Linked DNA regions of Capra hircus: region 1 is linked to region 2. Evidence: chromatin contacts called from public Hi-C data. All regions are on one chromosome and are shown on one strand. The core of a region is the stretch at or near the end of the contact, and the rest is flanking DNA. Distances in the headings are between cores, read along the strand shown. Region 1 overlaps ITGA6 (integrin alpha-6). Region 2 has its middle 35 kb from the start of DLX2.

What was found. A called contact is a pair of places that touch in the nucleus more often than the background predicts.
Region 1: a contact with region 2 is called in a Hi-C map of liver, with 5 times the contacts expected there. The contact joins two enhancer-like sites. A contact is called at or near these places in 2 of 5 Hi-C or Micro-C datasets (blood and liver).

Annotation. Positions count from the first base shown.
Region 1 is chr2:112,151,730-112,156,045 of ARS1.2, forward strand. It overlaps ITGA6 (integrin alpha-6), which reads left to right. Exons shown (of 25, transcript XM_018064673.1): 2 at 2,125-2,249; 3 at 3,657-3,736. Among named protein-coding and RNA genes, the nearest start is that of ITGA6, 39 kb to the left of the region's middle. Within about 2 kb of position 2,007, at least 3 of the 5 cell types and tissues checked have an H3K27ac peak or open chromatin away from gene starts, as enhancers often do.
Region 2 is chr2:111,873,723-111,878,146 of ARS1.2, forward strand. No RefSeq gene overlaps it. Among named protein-coding and RNA genes, the nearest start is that of DLX2, 35 kb to the left of the region's middle. Within about 2 kb of position 2,274, at least 3 of the 5 cell types and tissues checked have an H3K27ac peak or open chromatin away from gene starts, as enhancers often do.

The DNA of each region.
Region 1 (4,316 bases), core at 757-3,256, 280 kb after region 2:
CGGACATGACTGAAGCGACTTAGCAGCAGCAGCAGCAGCAACCCGAAGCCTAAACAGACGTTTCTACAAACAAGACATACAGATGGTCAAAAAACACGTGAAAAGATGCGCAACATCAGTCATTACTAGAGAAATGCAACTCAAAAGCACAATGAGATATCACCTCACACTTGTCAGAATGGCCTTCATCAAAAAGTCTACAAACAATAAATGCTGGAGAGGGTGTGGAGAAAAGGAAACTGCTCTTGCACTGTTGGTGGGAATGTAAGTTGATATAATCATTATGGAAGACGGTATGGAGATTCCTTAAAAAACTAGGAATAAAACCACCATATGACCCAGCAATCCCACTCCTAGGCATAAACCCTGAGGAAACCGGGGCTGAAAAAGACACTTGTATCCCATTGTTCATTGTAGCCCTATTTACAATAGCTAGAACATGGAAGCAACCTAGATGCCCATCAACAGATGAGTGGATAAAGAAGTTATGGTACATATACATAATGGAATAATACTACGCCAAAAAAAGGAACACATTTGAGTCAGTTCTGATGAGGTGAATGAACCTAGAACCTATCATACAGAGTGAAGTGAGTTAGAAAGAGAAAGATAAATATTGTATTCTAATGCACATATACGAAATCTAGAAAGATGGTACTGAAGAATTTACTTACAGGGCAGCAGTGGAGAAACAGACATAGAGAATAGACTGTGGATACAGAGAGAGGGGAGGAGAGGGTGAGATGTATGGAAAGAGTAATATGGAAACTTACATTACCATATGCAAAATAGATAGCCAACAGGAATTTGCTGTATGGCTCAGGAAACTCAAAAGGGGCTCTGTATCAATCTAGAGGAGTGGGATGTGGAGGGAGATAGGAGAGAGGTTCAACAGGGAGGGGATATATGTATACCTATGGCTGATTCATGTTGAGGTTTGACAGAAAACAACAAAATTCTGTAAAACAATTATCCTTCAATGAAATAAAAAAGACATTAGCAAAAGAACACAGCAAAAAGATAGCGTGTCTTTAACGATCCCATTGGCTGAGAAGCAGTCAGCTTTTAAGGATTGTGGGTTTAGCTTAGGAGCCTCTCTTACTGGAGATGGCAGGAACCTTGAGGTGGGAGGGGAGAGGGAACATTGTGGTGCCTACTGCATGGAAGGTACTCTCAGACCATCCCTGAATCCTTGGTGGAGACTGATTGGATGAAAGAAGAGGAGCTTGTCAAGAGGACCAAGTGCCAGAAAGTGAGAATTGATGCAGAAAGAGGCTACAAAACAGTAATTCGGTCGAGGTGTATCTTGGGGAAAGATTTGGTTCCAAATCTATATTGTTAAAAGGTAAACTGAGGCATATTAAAACCTTGACAAGTTTATTTGAGTAGAAATCAGTGCAAACCTGGCAGTGTCGAACCAGCAGGAGCAGGGAAAGACACAGAAAGTAAGGACAGGAAGGAAGCAAAGCGAGGAAATGGTTCGATTGGCTTGCCGTCTGGGTGCCTGTTCGCAACCGGTTCCCCCTGGTTTGGTTTTGTAACCTTGAGACGTTTGCAGGCTGGGATTTCAGTTTGCTTCCATAGGCTGCCATAGCCTTAGACCCGCCTCAGTCCAGTGGCCACCTGGTTTAATCAACTAAACAGTATATAAACTGGAAACCTGGGGGATATTCAAAAATTACCTTTGAACCCTGCGCCCCCACCCTAAGAAGACACAGTGTTAGAAACAGATGTATTATCATTTCAGTTTAATGTGACCATTTTTCTCCCCCAGCGAGGGAGTGTTTGTTTTGTCTGAGTTCCTTGTGATGTCCTTGGCTTAGGTGTAGGGGGCAGGCTCTGTGGAAAGTGTCTTCTAAAACACCAGACTCGTGCCCAGCAGAGAGCTGCTGATGCTGCGAGAGATGGGCGTGTCTTTCACCTGTTTGAACAGCCCCTCTTCTTGTGCTTTACTCGCATCTTTGCATGTCACAGGGCTCTGCTTTTGTTCTCCCTCACCACCTAAACTGGCGGAGAATTAGGCGGCTTTTTGACAAGAGAATAATTCCTGTATCTCTTGGCTCTGACTCTAAGTGTTAAATGCATATTCAGCTCAAATCTCCAAATTCTCTGTTTCGTCAACAGATTGCTCGTGGGGGCTCCCCGCGCCGTGGCCCTTCCGCTGCAGAAGGCCAACAGAACAGGAGGCTTGTACAGCTGCGACATCACCTCCCGGGGGCCGTGCACGCGAATTGAATTTGATAACGACGGTGTGTTCTTTTGGACTTGCTCGGTGTTCCCTTGGCCAACTCAACCTGTATCCCACTTGCCCTTTCCAAGAGGAAGGAAAGAGGGGGACAAGCATTTATTCTTGGAGAGAAGGCCTCTCTTAATTGCCTGGGCCTTGACTGTTTCTTGCTTGCCCTGAGAACATTTACTTTTTAAGTCACTTTGGCTGCCCTGTTTTTGGTGTCTCCCCAACCCTGGTTTCCAAACTGGTATGGTGTATTGATGTTGCCACCTAGTGATGTGTTGAGGTTCTACAGGAGACTTGAAAAACTGTTCAGAAAAAAGAATGTGTATCCTGTACTCAGCAGCCAAAAGTTCTCATTTGCTGTTAAAATATTAGGGAGAAAGGCTGTTAAATATAAGATCTCTCTAAAATGAGAGCTGGACAATATGGATAAAATTTCCCTATTATCTCAGATAGAGGCTTGTTTTGTATAGACTGTGTGGTGGGCAGAGCAATTAGTGTCCTGAGAAGCTGCAACCAAACCTAATTTGGCGTTCTTGGTCGACGCAGATTTGCAGCTTCATGTTTATATTCTTCTCTTGTTTTTTTTTTTTTTTTTTTTAAATCTTTTTAGCAACAAATTTTTTTTAACTGATTGGAAAATAATATATGTTAATTGTGGAAAATCTGTAAATGACATTGAACTATAAAGAAAAACTCAAACCCACCGATAATGTAGCGATAATGCCTATTTACTTAACATTTTGGCATTTTTCCTTTTGCCTACCTAAAGTTGTTTAATTTTGATGTTTTCGTAATGATTCAAAATTGAAAATCATGCCTGCCATCTCATTAAGGAAGGCAAAATTTTGGATGTAGGGTTATACAGTAGGCTCAAATTGATACTGAAGAGCACACGGTGAGATTTTTGGTTTCCCTCTCTCCTTTTTGGAAGGAGGAGGTAAAAATAAATATATCATTTTCCTTTTTTTCATCAATAGAAAGATAGAAAGTGGATCTGAGGCCTTGTTTTCCCATCTCCAGTAAAGAAAAGCAAAGTTCAAGCTATCATGTAACAAATTTGAGGGTATGTAGAGAAGTAACTCCCTTTTTGTTAGTTTGGATGGTCATTTCTGTTCTTGGGACTCTGGGTGTCAGAGAAGGTGAAGGGCCACCAGGTAGAATTATATACTTTATGTAAAGAATTTTGTGAAACACCAATAACCACTCACCTGTTTTCTTAAGATGGAAAGTAATTTTTATGGATTGAGTAACTGCACTTACTAAGTAGTTAGACTTGGAGTCAAGGCAGTTTAGAAGCTGTTTCTTACATTTTGCTCATTAATTGGTTCATGGCGTGTTGCAGTAGCTTTGAAGTCGTAGCTCTGTGTGTGTGTGTGTGTGTGTGTGTGTGTGTGTGTGACCTATGCTGCTTTCTCCGCAGCTGACCCTTCATCGGAAAGCAAGGAAGATCAGTGGATGGGAGTCACTGTCCAAAGCCAGGGTCCAGGCGGCAAAGTTGTGGTAAGTATACAGAGATGTGTCCGTTCTGCTCTGAGTGCCCGTTGTGTGCTGCTGCTGAGTCGCTTCAGTCGTGTCTGACTCTGTGCGACCCCATAGACGGCAGCCCACCAGGCTCCCCCGTCCCCGGGATTCTCCAGGCAAGAACACTGGAGTGGGTTGCCATTTCCTTCTCCAATGCATGAAAGTGAAAAGTGAAAGTGAAGTCGCTCAGTCATGTCCGACAGCTCTACAAGCTGCTTTTCCTTAGAACGTTTAGATCCAAAAAACTTACTTAAAAGCCTTTACTGAATATCCCTACAACTTTAGGTGGTCTTGAAAAACCAAAGCAAAACCTTACATGGTTTTTGTCCTAGGAACTATGCAGCTATTATAGATGAGTTACAAAAATATGGGAATGGTCATGCAAAGTAAGGATCAGATCATTTTAAACTCTTTAGTTTCTGGGCTACTTCAGATAGAAGTGGTAGCCAAGAAAAAAGGGTTGTTCAATGGAATGTGTAGGTGGTCTTGGAGGTGCCAGACTGGATCATGACGGTCTTTCTGTCTCTTTCAAAATCTGGTTGCTGTAACAAATTTATGT
Region 2 (4,424 bases), core at 1,024-3,523:
GAGGTGGTCTGGAACCAAACCCACAATGTCTCTGAGGTATCCCTGTAATCCCTTTGCCCATAAAACTCTTAAAAAAAAAAAAAAACCTTTTCATGGAACGACTACTGTCTATGCCCAAATATGAAGTGAGGTTTTCTTCTCCGAAATTATCCTTCATAGATATATAAGATGGAGATGGATATTTAAGATACATAAGATGGAGTTTCCTTATATTCAAGGGCTTTCAAGAGCTCATATTTCAAAAGCCAGTTTCTCAATCATTTACTTTTGAAGAACTAAAATACTGTGTGAGGAAAACTTTATCCTAAGACAACTTTAATCTGTGTTAGTTTTAATTGCTGGTAAAGGTTGTCTGATGGAATTAGTTTTTTTAAAAAATAAGGGAACAAATAAATATAACACAAAATTGGTAACTATTCTTGAGAGTGTGAAGCAGATGCTGTGGACCAGCTTGCTCATTGTCTTTTCTAATTTTATTCTGATCTGTCTTCTTATATTGAAGAAACTGGAAACTTCTTAGAAGTTTTCTTAGACACTGCAGTGAGCATTTTGGATGTACTTTAGGTTCCAAAAAAGAGATTCACTTGCATGAAACTTGACTTTGGAACAAGGCATGCAGTTTGGTTTGTGGATGGTCAGCAGAGGTGATAAGCAACAGCAGACTCTCAGCTCCACCAGCAGCATTCTGACTGCAGCAGAAATGGCCCAATAGCGGTGTGTGCTACAGCAGCAGGGCCAGATTTGGCTTGTGGCTTCTTGTTCTCTGGCTGGTCTTCTGGTGTGGCTTTGGAATTATTTTTGGAAGCTCAGTCTAGAGCCTGTTTCTTGCCAAACTCCCCACTCCAGTGATTCTGGAAATTATATGATACGCTGTTACAAATCTCCTCTTGCTTAAACTAGTCAGAACAGATCCTGTTCTGAGGCTAGACCCTTACTAATACAGGGTATGACCTCCCTATGCAGATATTTGGTATGCATGTAAAAAGCAGTGATTAAAAAGCAATATAGTTAGGGATTATGTCAAAGAGATAAATCTAAACCTATAGAACAAATTTGAAAAAAAAAAAACAACCACCCTGAATTTATATAATCATGGTTTAGGATTAAAATGTCCAGTGACAGCACTATACATGGATTTAAAAAATACTGCATGCAAACAAAAGCAACTGTGTTAGATGCTTTAAGAAGGGCCTCTTGGGATGACTGAGATGTTGAAAGACTTAGGTGAGAGTTTAAGTAAAATCGAGTCATAAAAAGTGAGAGGAAAAAAGCAATATTGCAATATCAACCTGCTATTTCATGTGTTAATTACACTTTAAAATGTAACTAAAGGGATGAAGTCAATCCTATAGACAGACATTTAACTCTCTTACCTATTGCTGAAATATTTATATTTTCAAGTTGGCCAAAAGGCCCCCAAAACCTCAACCGTGTTTTCTGAGAGGTTTTTCCCTTGCAAAATGTGAGATTACTCTATATTCAGAATTACCTGATACTCAAATTTTATGATATTAATATGGCCTGAAACTAATACACAGGGGGCAACCTTTGAGGAATGCTGGCCTGCTGAACCAAGGAGAGCAATTTAGTGTTCGATAAACTATTCAAATGACACAAAATTGCTGTTGTGACATGGCTTCTTTCTTCTGTTTTCTTCACTGTTCCCAGGGTCTGCAAGGCTTATCTTTCCCCCTACTCCTAACAGTTGAGTAAGACATGGTCTCAGCCTCAGGGAGTGTGCAGCTCCAGTAATCAGGATGGTGTGCAGATGTGATTCTCAGAGGAAGTCCCTCACACAGGCCATGACAGTGAACAGGGGACACTTCTACTTACCCAGCGGTGGATTTCAAGAAGGAGGTGGCATTGTGGTCGAGCCTGCATATAGTCAGTTCTACTAGCCATAGATTTTACTAGACCATAAGGGTCATTCTTCAGATAAAAATTAATAGTTTCTTCCTTGGACTTCATAAATGACCAGTTGTCTAGAATTCTGAATAAAACACTGCAGGCATCTCAAACCAGAACTTTCCGGCGAGTCGATTTTCACCCAGAGGCTGAATGCAGTAAGACCTACCTGTGAGTTTAGCAAGTGTCTTGGCAAACAGATCGCCTCCCTCCGTTTACAAAGTAGGAAGGAGACTATTCTTCCACATCACCTTTTCTTGAGACTGTTATAGCGGGAGGCGGTAACTCTCCCGGTCCTTGCCCCACCGGTTGCCGGGGCGACCGTCGGGCGCAGTTTCCCCGGAGGCCCGCTGGGTCGCACTGTGGCCCTACGGATGCGCACCCGGGCCAGGCAGGGGCGCTCGGGAGCGGCCGGCTTCAGCCTTGCGCGCAGGTGGAGACGGCGGGTCGCGGTGCAGCTGCTGCCAGGCCTCCGGGGGCGGCGGCGGACGCAGAGATTGCCAAATTCCGGAGAAGTTTGTATTTGACAGTATATCCCAGGGGCTGCACCTCGCCCTCCCGCGGAGCTGCCCTGCGCCACCACCTGGTAGGCCGTGAGTTCCGGCCGTCCTTGCTGTTCACCATCTTCCCGGAGTTGGCGCCTCGATATGTTGTCGCCCCCTAGGATGGCACGAAAGAGTGGTCCCTTTCGTGGGAGAGAGGGCTGGGAGATGGGGGAGAGGCTTCGATCGCGGTTAGGGCAGCGCGTGGTCCTCGGGCTCCGCCGCACTGGTTCGCACTGCTGTTCACTGGTGGAAAGAGCTACTCCCGTTTTTTCGTTGGTCGCTTTAATTTTCTTTATATCTGCACGTCTTTAATTTTATTTAAAAAATTGTCTGTGTTTGACTTTCCATGAGTGCTCGTTGCTGGACTGGGATATGAAGTCTCCGTTCTCCTGACGCAAGAGCTCAAAGCACCATGGAATCTCCCACTCTGCTTAAATATTAATGTTTATTGAAAGCAACTAGCGTATACAATTTTTTTTTTTTTAGTATCTCTTTCTCCCTTCCTCTCTTTGATACCTATTCTTTTCGTTCCCCACCCCCACCTTTGGCCATGCCATGCAGCTTGTGGAATCTTAAATCCCCCATCAGGGATTGAACCCCGGCCTTTGGCAGTGAAAGTATGACATCCTAACCACTGGACCGCCAGGGAATCCCCGATTAGCTAGTTTTTAAAATGGAAAAATAATAAATACATATGGTAGAAAATGCAAGCAGTACAGAAACCTTCCCCCCTTTATATGGCCCCAAGCCCTCTTCTCAGAGGCAGCCGTTTTTAGTACTTTCTTTTGATTTATTCCAGAACAAAAGTATACGGATGTCTCCTGTTAAGCTTCTTCTGTACGCAAAACCTGTGCAGGGCTTCTCTTCTCCCTTTATAATACATCTTGGCGATGGCCTCACTTCAGCACAGGTGGATCTGGGACATTCTTTTAGAATGGCTGCCTGGTGGTGTTCTGATAGGCAGCAGATTGTAATTATTCAATCAGTCTTTGATTGAAGGATATCGAGGTTGTTTCCAGTCTTTTGCTGTTACAAACAATTCAGTGAACATCTGTGTGTATGTGATTGAACCATGTGTGTAACTGTGTCTGTAGGATAAATTCTTAGAAGAGGAGCTGTCTTGACGAAGAATATTTTCATTTTTCATTTTCTGTATCTTTCTGGCCAGGCGGGAGACCTGGGTTCGATCCCTGGGTTGGGAAGATCCCTTGGAGAAGGGAATGACAACCCACTCCATTGATTTTGCCTGGAGAACTCCATGGACAGAGGAGCCTGGCGTGCAACGGAACGGTCCATAGGGTTGAAAAGAGTTGGACACTACTGAGTGACTTTCACTTTCTTTCTTTGCAGGTAAAGGCAGCACCAAGTCATAGAGTCCTCAGTGGCTACTCCCCACCCCCCCTTTCTTAGCAATAGGTTTATTGACCTTTTAAGTCCCATTTGCCAGTGTGAAAGATTAAAAAGTAGCATGTCGTTGTTTTCATTTGCATTCTTTAAATTTTGAGTGAGGTCTATTCTTTTTCACATGAATAAAGCAATTTGAATTCTGTGAGCAGATCTTTTTTTCCTTTGCCTACTTTCTGTTGGATTGTTGGATGTTTTCTTATGGATTGAAAATTCTTTTTGTATACTAAAGAAATTAGACTTTTGGCTCATATCTATTCATCCTTTTGACTTCATTCATAGTATTTACATTTCATAAATTTTCATTTTTACAGAGTCAAATTTATTAGTCTCTTACTTAGCTTCTGGATTTTCTGTTTTGTTTAAAAAGACCTTCCTGACCCAAATATTGCATCTACATATTCCCAGTCTACAGTTTTAGTCTGGCAGCCTCTCCACAGAGACCCAGATACATGATGAGCTTCCTGGGTGCTAGAACAGAAGGGAAGGAATATTATTTTTTCCATAAGGTAAATATGTAATCTGAAGTCAAATAAGTCCGAACCAGGAATCGAACCAGGGTCTTCTGCA